Linked DNA regions of Triticum aestivum: region 2 is linked to region 1. Evidence: chromatin contacts called from public Hi-C data. All regions are on one chromosome and are shown on one strand. Each heading gives the region's core, a stretch centred on a gene start, on an enhancer-like site or on the middle of the called end of the contact. The rest is flanking DNA. Distances are from core to core; before and after follow the strand shown.

Region 1 (4,801 bases), core at 490-2,989:
CATTTTTCGTATACGTCAAGAAGATTTTTCAAATACACATTTAACATTTCTGAAATACGAGTTTAATATTTTTTAAATACATGGTCAACATTTTTTCTATGCACATTTTCAACATTTTTCAAATACAAGATTAGCATTTTTAATTTTTTTTCTTTTCTTTCTTTTAGTTTTCATTCTACATTTTTAGTATATGTCAAGAACATTTTGCAAATACATGGTTAACAGCGAACCAACCTGTGGTTAAATGGTTAGAGGGACAGTGGTATCCCCAGCTCACCAGAATTCAAGTCCTGGTGCTCGCATTATTCCTAGATTTATTCAGGATTTCCGCCGACGCGCTTTCAGTGGGAGGAGACGTTCCCGTCGACGACGACGCGCCTACGGTCACTTCGTAAATCTCAAGATGATATGCCGGCTCAGTCTCTCCAAGGTGCTCATAGGGGTACGGTGTGCGTGTTTGTGTTCGTAGGGGTGAGTGTATGCACATATGCATGAGCGCTTGCATCTATACCGTGTTAAAAAAACATATTTAACATTTTTCAAATACGAGTTTAACATTTTCTGAATACATGGTCAACATTTTTCTATACACATTTTCAACAATTTTCAAATGCTTTATTAACATTTTTAAATGATTGTTTGCCATTTTTCAAATACAAGATTAGCAATTTTTCTATACACATCCTCAACATTTTTGAAATACAGGATTAACATTTTTATAACACATGTTAAACATTTTTCTATGCAAATTTAATATTTTTTAAATTCTTAATTAAGATTTTTAAATGCATTATTAATTTTTTAATACATGGTTAACATTTTTCTATACACATTTAACATTTCTCAAATTCTTGATTAACATTTTCAAGTACTTGTTCAATATTTTCTTATCAAATGCTTGATTAACAGTTTTATGTACATGACAAAAAAATTCATCATTTTTTAGTACATGATCAGCAATTTTTCTATACACATCCAACATTTTTTCCTAATGCGTGATTAATATTTTTCAAATACTTGTTCAACATTTTCTGAATAATTGTTCAACATTTTTCAAATGTTTTTTTTGTAATATATATATATTTTAAAGTATAAACAAAATACAAAAAGAATCAAAAAAGAAAACAGAAAAATGTAAAAACAGAAAAAAAGGAGGTCCATCTCAGTCACCCCTTCAGCAAGGGTTCGTCCCCTCCCTAAAGTCGAGAAATAGGGGAGCTCTCAGGCATTGGGCATCACATCAAATCCAGTTATGAATGAAGAAGGAGGAGCATTTAAAGAAAAAAGGAGGGGCATTTGGCGAATATTGTCAGATGTGCACAGGCACCATGGTGCCCATAAAAAAAACATTTTTTACAGCTCAATTTTTTTGAAACTTTTTGTAAACACGCACACACACATACGACATATGTGCAAAAATTCATAACATTTTGCTTTCCCATGTGGTCTACAAAAAAAGACAAATATGTATTTTGAAATGGGCTGGAATTTTTGTCTTTGGGCCGGAATTTTGTTTTTTTGTACAGCTTACAAATTATTATTATTTTCAAAAAATAATTCCATGGATCCGTAGTAAATACATACAAGTTTACAGACAATTATTTTCGATATTTTTGAAACTTTTAAATATGGTTTATGCTTTTTTTTTAAAAGGGCACCATGGTGCCCAAGCACACAAACTTCACACTCGGGCATTTGGGCCCTATACAACGACTTTTTTTTACTGGGTTGAAGCATTCCCGACGTCTAAGCAAAGGTCCAAAACCCCCCTCGGGGAAGCCCAAACTTCTCCGTCTCACGCTCCCGAGTTCCATCCCCGCCGACCGCCGTAGCCAGCAACCACCGGTAGTCGCCGCCGGCGGCCCATGGCCACCTCCACCTCCACCTCCGGGGGAGGCGGGGCACGGCCGTGGCGTACCGCGCTTCTCACCCTCCGCGATGAGTCAGTCGCCTCGCCCTCCCCTCCGGCCCTCCTCGCGCTCCTCCGCCGCCTCCTTCTGCCCCCCTCCTCGCCCTCCCTCGCGGCCTCCGCCGCCGCGCTCTCCCCTCACGAGGTCCTACCCTTGGCCCCGCTTGCTTACGTCCAGTTCGGTTTGGTTCTTGGTCTCACTGTCCGTGTGCTCGTTTGCAGGTGGGCTCGGATGTGGCTTTCCTCGCGGAGAAGGCAGCGGCGGCGGCCCCCTGTGCTGGCGCCGCCGACGCGCTGCGTGGCGTCTGCCACCTGGTAATGCTTCTGTGCTTCCATGCGATTGAGATCTCGCAGTGTGCGGTGGAATTCGACCAATGGTTGCTTTAGATTCGGGGCTGTAATGTTAGCCAGATAGACGACCATTCTGATCAGTGACCTGCGTTCTGCTGGGGTCGTGTTGGAGTACGTGAAGTTCCGACAAATTGTCGACATGGATTTTCAAATGCTGATTATTATGAACTGGAATTTTGCTTTAGCGTGCAGTGCTTTTTAGCTGTCGCGGGCTGTTGGAGCTATAGTTATACATTTTGCAGGACACAAATTGTGTACACCCTAGAATTCTGGTAGTATTTACTAATAAGTGTAGTCAATTTGACAAAGAAGTTGAGGCTCTTGTGTTGTACAACTTTGATTGTAATGATTTGTTTTCTCTATGTATTAATTTACTGAAAATGCACCTGTGCAGATTCGTGAGGTCATGTGCAAGACAAATACGGAGATTGACTCTTCTGGCTGGCTTGCAGTGTTAACGTTTCTTCATGAGCTTGTGAAGTGTTCAGTTGAGGGTGCATGCCTTAAGGGCCACTGTGATAGGACATCTGCACTGAATACACTATCTGATTGTTTGCAAATTCTCAGGTTAGATTAGGATTATTTGATAGAATACTTAGCAATCACCTTCCTGTACTCCCCCCCCTCTGTACCAAGTATTAACAGCCTAGTTGATTAACATTGTGGGATAATGTTTCATGGTTTGACAAGACTAAACTGTCACTGAAATAAAAGCACATGGTCCGTACTTACTTGCCTCAAGGGAAAATCTACTACAGTTTGGCCCCATATTATTCTTAATAATTATGATTTAGATATGTGTCATTCTAATCATTTCAAAGGGAGTTCTTCCTTTGTTACATGTGATGCTGCACTTCCACAAAGGCAATCTTTCATGCCTAATTTTGGGAATCGCGATGCACCACTGGTACTTTACCAAGGTTTCATGTCCTCACCAGTAAATCTATTATTGACCATTTCCCATCAGCACATTTGATTTGGTGTGAACTATCACCTGCACTTACTTTCAGCAATTTGCAACCTATATAATTTCCAGAAAACAGCAATTAAAACCAATCATTACCTCAGAATCGTCACTTGCTTTGTCGAGAACTGGTATAAGATTAGTGCTGATACTGTTGTTATCTTTCATAAATTTATCATTTGCACTGTTAAAAATGTATTCAAGAAATGAGTGTATACTGGGACAATATTGACAGTATATGTGGTAAATAACACTAAATTAAATTGTAGGCAGGCAAATTGCGAACTGTGCGTATATAATTTCCTCAAATAAAAAAACCCTAAGTTCTTAAAGACTGTCTCTAGCTGTACTGTATGATGGCATTTCCGATAGTGCATACATCAGGGAGGGAACCCCCCACCCCCCTTCTGAAACCGAGAAAGGTACTGACTTTTCCCCTCCTAAGCCTTCCCCTCAAACACTGTTGCCCAAGGCATCTCATCCTCCCCCGGATCTAGCCATGTCGAGGGAGCAATGGAGGGAGAATCGTGAGTATGGGGGAAAGGTGTGACGAAATTAATGTGAATGATGGTTGATGAATGGGACAAATTGTTGGAGATGTGCCTCTAGTGTTGCCTTTGGATGAGGTGGAGCCCTTTGGGACATACTTACGTACTTTAGTGATGAACTTCTGTAGATGCCTACATAATCAGTTGTTGCAACGCATGTACACTAGCATCATTCACAGGTATTTGAAAGTCATCAGTCATGGTCTTTACACCGCTCTTAATTGTTGCCTCCCCTTCCAGGTTTTTGAGCAAGGATCTTGGAAGATGTGGTTCATTAACTGAGAATTCACATGTACTCAGAGTTCTTATCTTGATCATATCATGCCTGCAAGCTGAACTGAACATGACAGATAAATCCAATGGTTCTGGCATTTCTTCCCACATTTCTGTATCAACGAATAATAAAAATCAAAATACCTGGGATATGGAAATCTCTGCATTTTCGATGATGGAAGATATACTATGCAAGATTGCATCGAGTATGTCGGAAGTTTTATGGCAGTCTGTTGTTGAGGTCAGTAGTTTATGCCTCCTTTATTTTACATACTGCTTCATGCTGGGTATTTCGGTGACATAGCAAGTACTGTACCAGAAATTTGGCAGGCATTGTAGCATCTGATTTTGTAACATTGCAAGCAGCTTTACTACTTCTCCCATGATTGATTACCTAGACTTAGGCTGTCAGCTGACGATGCACCAGAAATGTAACATTAACAACCAAGCACAGAGTGGTGCTCATGTTCAAACACACGCGCACACACACACACACACACACACACACACACACGCACACACAGAATGATGTGTGCTGTGGACATGCTAGGTGGCAATGTTTAATATTCTGTTTCAACTCCAATCTCCTCCTTTGCACTCTACAGGTCTTGAGAAAAGTTATGGACTCTGTGACAGCAAGGAACCTTATTATTGAGAGTAGTGTCATGTCAAGGTTAGTACTTCGGTTTTTTCATATATTGCTTTGAAATTAATGAAAGCTAAAGTCAAAGCTAAGCCTCACTGTCTTGCAGATTT
Region 2 (4,801 bases), core at 1,626-4,125, 180 kb after region 1:
CCCTCCCCCTTTTCCTTCCCTAGGGCTGGGCAAACAAGGGAGGGGGTGCACCAGTCCCCCTTGTGGGCTGGTATGTCCCCTCCTTTGGCCCATAAGGCCCATAACTTGCTAGGGGGTGCCCGGAACCCCTTCTGGTGACCCGATTCCTTCCCGGTACGTCCCGAAACACTTCTGATGTCCAAATACCATCGTCCTATATATCAATATTTACCTCTCGACCATTTCGAGACTCCTCATCATGTCTGTGATCTCATCCGGGACTCTGAACAACATTCGGTCACCAAATCACATAACTCACATAATACTATATCGTCAACGAACGTTAAGCGTGCGGGCCCTACGGGTTCGAGAACTATATAGACATGACCGAGACACCTCTCCGGGCAATAACCAATAGCGGAACCTGGATGCCCATATCGGCTCCTACATATTCTACGAAGATCTTTATCGGTCGAACTGTTATGACAACATACGTAATTCCCTTCGTCCATCGGTATGTTACTTGCCCGAGATTCGATCGTTGGTATCTTCATACCTAGTTCAATCTTGTTACCGGCAAGTCTCTTTACTCGTTCCATAATACATTACCTAGTGACTAACTCCTTAGTCATTTGCTTGCAAGCTTATGATGTGTATTATCGAGAGGGCCCAGAGATACCTCTCCAATACTCGGAGTGACAAATCCTAATCTCGATCTATGCCAACTCAACAAACACCTTCGGAGATACCTGTAGAGCATCTTTATGATCACCCAGTTATGTTGTGATGTTTGATAGCACGTAAGGTATTCCTCCGGTATCCGGGAGTTGCATAATCTCATAGTCGAAGGAATAAGTATTTGACATGAAGAAAGCAGTAGCAATAAACTGAACAATCATTACGGTAAGCTAACGGATGGGTCTTGTCCATCACATCATTCTCCTAATGATGTGATCCCGTTATCAAATGACAACACACATCTATGGTTAGGAAACCTTAACCATCTTTGATCAACAAGCTAGTCCAGTAGAGGCTCACTAGGGACACGGTATTTGTTTATGTATCCACACATGTATTTAGGTTTTCGATCAATACAATTCTAGCATGAATAATAAACCTTTATCATGAATAAGGAAACATAAAATAACAACTTTATTATTGCCTCTAGGGCATATTTCCTTCAGACCTGTTATACTCATGGGGGGATTTTGACCCCCATCACCTCTTCTTAGCGGGTAAATCCCCACGGATACCCGTCCCCACGGGTAAAACTGCCATTTTGAGTGGTGGTGCGTTTGGAAGTATCTATTTTACATTTTTCTTGCTTGCATAGTTAGTAAAAATATTTATCTATTTATTTTGGGTTGGTACAAATGTGACCATTCCGTAGAGCAGAAATATCAAGCAGATCAAGGACAAAATGAAAATGTCGAATTGGTGTTCGATGGGAGACGAAGATAGTGCATGACAACCCAAATAAGCAAAGAAAGAACCATTGCCTCACGATTTTAATTTTCATCTCTAGATCTGTCTGTGTTCACTTTAGTGATGTGCACGACTGCTGACACACGTATGGCGTGAGGATACCGATAAGGATGAAATATCGTGGCACGAGATTCTTTCCACGTCGATATCCGATGACGTGCATGGCTAATGACACAAACATGACAAACCATAAAAGGTAATCCGGCACGTAAAGACACAAGCATCATCGCACCGCATCGACAGAGCCAGGGCACGCGTGTATTTCATGCAATCAAACCGCACATCCACACTCCACGCCATCCCACGATAAACACTAGCTCCTTCAAAAGAATATCCGAAAACATACCAAACTCCTCAAAAATAAAACAAAATAAAATTAGGTGCTAACTCTTAGTCATTTGAAATTTGCATGTACGTTGGTCTCCTAAATATGAACCTTACATGTCCTTTGGTAAACCATAGAGCCTTTTCTTTCCTAGCAACCGCCGAGACCGTTTGTTGTAGGGCATTTGGTAGTATCTATTTTTACATTTTCCTTGCTTGCATAGTTTTTAAGAATATTTATCTATTTTTATTCTGGGTTGATACAAATGTGACCATCCTACATAGAAGAAATATCAAGGAGAGATCACGGACAAAATAAAATCATATCTAAATTGACGTGTGATGAGGGACGAAGATAGTGCATGACAACCCAAGTAAAGCAAAGCAAAAGACCATTTCGTCACAATTTCCATTTTTATCTCTAGATCTATTTGTGTTCAATTTAGTGATGTGCATAACTGCTCACACTCATATGATGTGAGGACACCAGTAAGGATGAAATATCGTGGCACGGGCTTCTTTCCACGTCGATATACAATGTCGTGCACGGCTAATGACACAAACACGACAAACCATAAAAGATAAACCGCCACGTAAAGACACAAGCATCATCGCACTGCATCGACAGAGCAAGGACACGAGTGTATTTCATGCGATCAAACCGCACGTCCACACTCCACACCATCCCACGAGAAACATTATCTCCTTCGAAAGAATAACAGAAAACATACCAAACCCCTAAAAAGCAAAATAAAAATAAAAACAGGTCTTAACTCTTATCCATTTGAAATTTGCATGTCCCTTCGCCCCCTAAATTTGACAGTCAGGGGAGTGATATTCTTTTCTTGAGAATAAATGTTACCGTGATCTTACCGTAGAGATACTACTAGATAGTTTAGGTATCCATCCACGTGTGCTTAGAAAGTGATTGAGATCGACTCTTGCATCTCAGGGACAACTTTTGTCGACGATAGAAAAAGGAAAAAAAGTAGAAATCTAATCGCAACACCCTCCAAATCTACTCATCTCCACTGCCCCTATATAAACTGAAAAGGAAAGGAAAGAAAGGCAAAGGGGCCTATTTAAGAAGACCTGAAATGGGCAAATCGCATCTCGTCCCCCCCGCATTAATCTAACCGGATCACAAATCAAACCAACCCACACCTCTCTCTGCCTGCCCATTTCCTCCTCTCTCCCTCTTCCTCCCCTCGCCGTGGGCTCCACCCGTCAGCCTACCGCGTAGTAGAGACTAGAGAGAGAGCGACAAGGGAGGGAGGGGGGCTAGCAGCTACAGAGAGAGAGAAGGAAAGGGCGCCGGAGGAAGGAGATGGGAGAGGAGAGGAAGGCAGGGGAGCAGGCGGCGGAGGCGGCAGCGCGCGCGGCGGAGCAGGCGCGGGAGCTGCAGGACGCCGCCGCCGCGCTGCTCTCGCGGACGTGGGCGGAGGAGGAGGCGCTGCGCCGCCGCGCCGCCGCGCTCAGGGAGGACCTCGCCCGCCTGCGCAAGGCCGCCGCCAACGCACAAACCGAAAAGGTAACCAACCTTGCTGCTCCCAGGCTGCCGCGCGGCTCCCCCTCCTCCTTCTCCAAGTGCGCGTGCGTGCGTGCGTTGCGTGCGCGTGGGCGTGTCGGCGGGTCGCCGAGGAGATCGCCGCGCGGGTGTTTGCTGCGCCTAGGACTCCCAGCGCGGCTAGCTCGGCTCCGCGCCGCTGCGCTGCGCTGCTTCCCCGCGCCGGATCACTCGCTGAGGAAGATCTACGTGCGTGCGTGGAACTGCAGTTTGGTGCGCTGTGGAAATCTCAACTTCCCGCACTGCCAAGACGTACCCGTGGACAGGGACCCTGGACCCTGTCTCTGAATCACCGCGCCATTATATGCGTTTGACGCTGCTGGTTCATTGATCGTCACAATGTGCATGCAGCATGCTTTTCTTCTGCTGATGTGACTCTGGCCTCTTTGTGTGCTTGTGGCAGGTCCACGAGGACTTGGATCGAGCGTCATGCCTCATAAGTGATGGTGACATTGCGGCGATTCTCCCTAGCAAGGCGCATGGTGATTGCTGCTCTTCTTCAGCTTGAGCTTGTTATTCATTTTTGTCATATTCATATATACCTCTCTCTTTTCTGAGGTTCTGTTCTTCTAATATTTTTCGGTCTTGGGGGTTTACAGGCACTTTTTTGAAGCTGTTATTGGGACCAGTGAATCTCCGCGCAAGGAAGGAGGTACAGCTCAAGGTGAAAGAGGAATACAATAGCTACAGGGTATGTGTCAAATTGTGTTATCATTGGTGAAAATCTAAGCCGCTATTCATACTTTGAAATGAGAGCTTAGCATGAAGATGGCTGCAAGTGTGTTTGAGCCACCAATAGATAAACAGCTTTGAAATTTAGTTTTCCATTTGATCCGAGTACTCTTTTAGGGGGAATACTATCATTTAAATCTTCTACAAAGTGAAAGATGTACCTGCTGAGCAATGTCTGAGTTGTTTTGCAGATATAGATGTTAGGTTTGTGGAGAACCGTGTACTGATATAGATAATAATCATTAGCTGGAAACACTTTACACTTATTAATCTTTATTCCTCTCTTTTTTCAGGATAGGACTGCCATAGTGTTTCTTGGTTTTCCGATGATTCTGTTGTTTCTTCGGTCATGGCTATGGAATGGATGTTTTCCAGCATTGCCAGTTCAGCTATATCAGGTATGCTCTGATGCTCGTTCAGGTAATCTGGTAACAATATGAACTGATGCTATGTTCTGAAAGATAAACTGACAGGTCAATTTATATTATGTTTAACAGGCCTGGCTGTTATTGCTCTATACAACTTTAGCTTTGCGAGAGAACATATTGCGAGTTAATGGAAGTGATATCCGTCCTTGGTAAGGAACAATCACTAACTACTGTGGATCCATTGTTTTTTCTTAATGGTGATTCATTGCATTTTAGTATCGGCCAGTATTTCCATCTCTCATTTGAAGGGGATATTATGATGCTTTGCCTTACCTGACTAAAAGAT

The links. Hi-C and Micro-C count contacts between places; a contact is called where the count stands out from the background.
Region 2: a contact with region 1 is called in a Hi-C map of leaf, with 4 times the contacts expected there. The contact joins the promoter of LOC123163771 here to the promoter of LOC123164061 in region 1. A contact is called at or near these places in 2 of 5 Hi-C or Micro-C datasets (both in leaf).

What each region holds. Positions count from the first base shown.
Region 1 is chr7D:380,364,194-380,368,994 of IWGSC CS RefSeq v2.1, forward strand. LOC123164061 (HEAT repeat-containing protein 6) reads left to right here and starts at 1,740. Exons shown (of 28, transcript XM_044581474.1): 1 at 1,740-2,054; 2 at 2,132-2,224; 3 at 2,655-2,827; 4 at 4,013-4,286; 5 at 4,651-4,718; 6 at 4,798-4,801. The coding sequence starts at 1,866.
Region 2 is chr7D:380,542,200-380,547,000 of IWGSC CS RefSeq v2.1, forward strand. It overlaps LOC123163771 (transmembrane protein 120 homolog), which reads left to right and starts at 2,876. Exons shown (of 10, transcript XM_044581154.1): 1 at 2,876-3,319; 2 at 3,759-3,837; 3 at 3,955-4,046; 4 at 4,381-4,485; 5 at 4,585-4,664. The coding sequence starts at 3,116.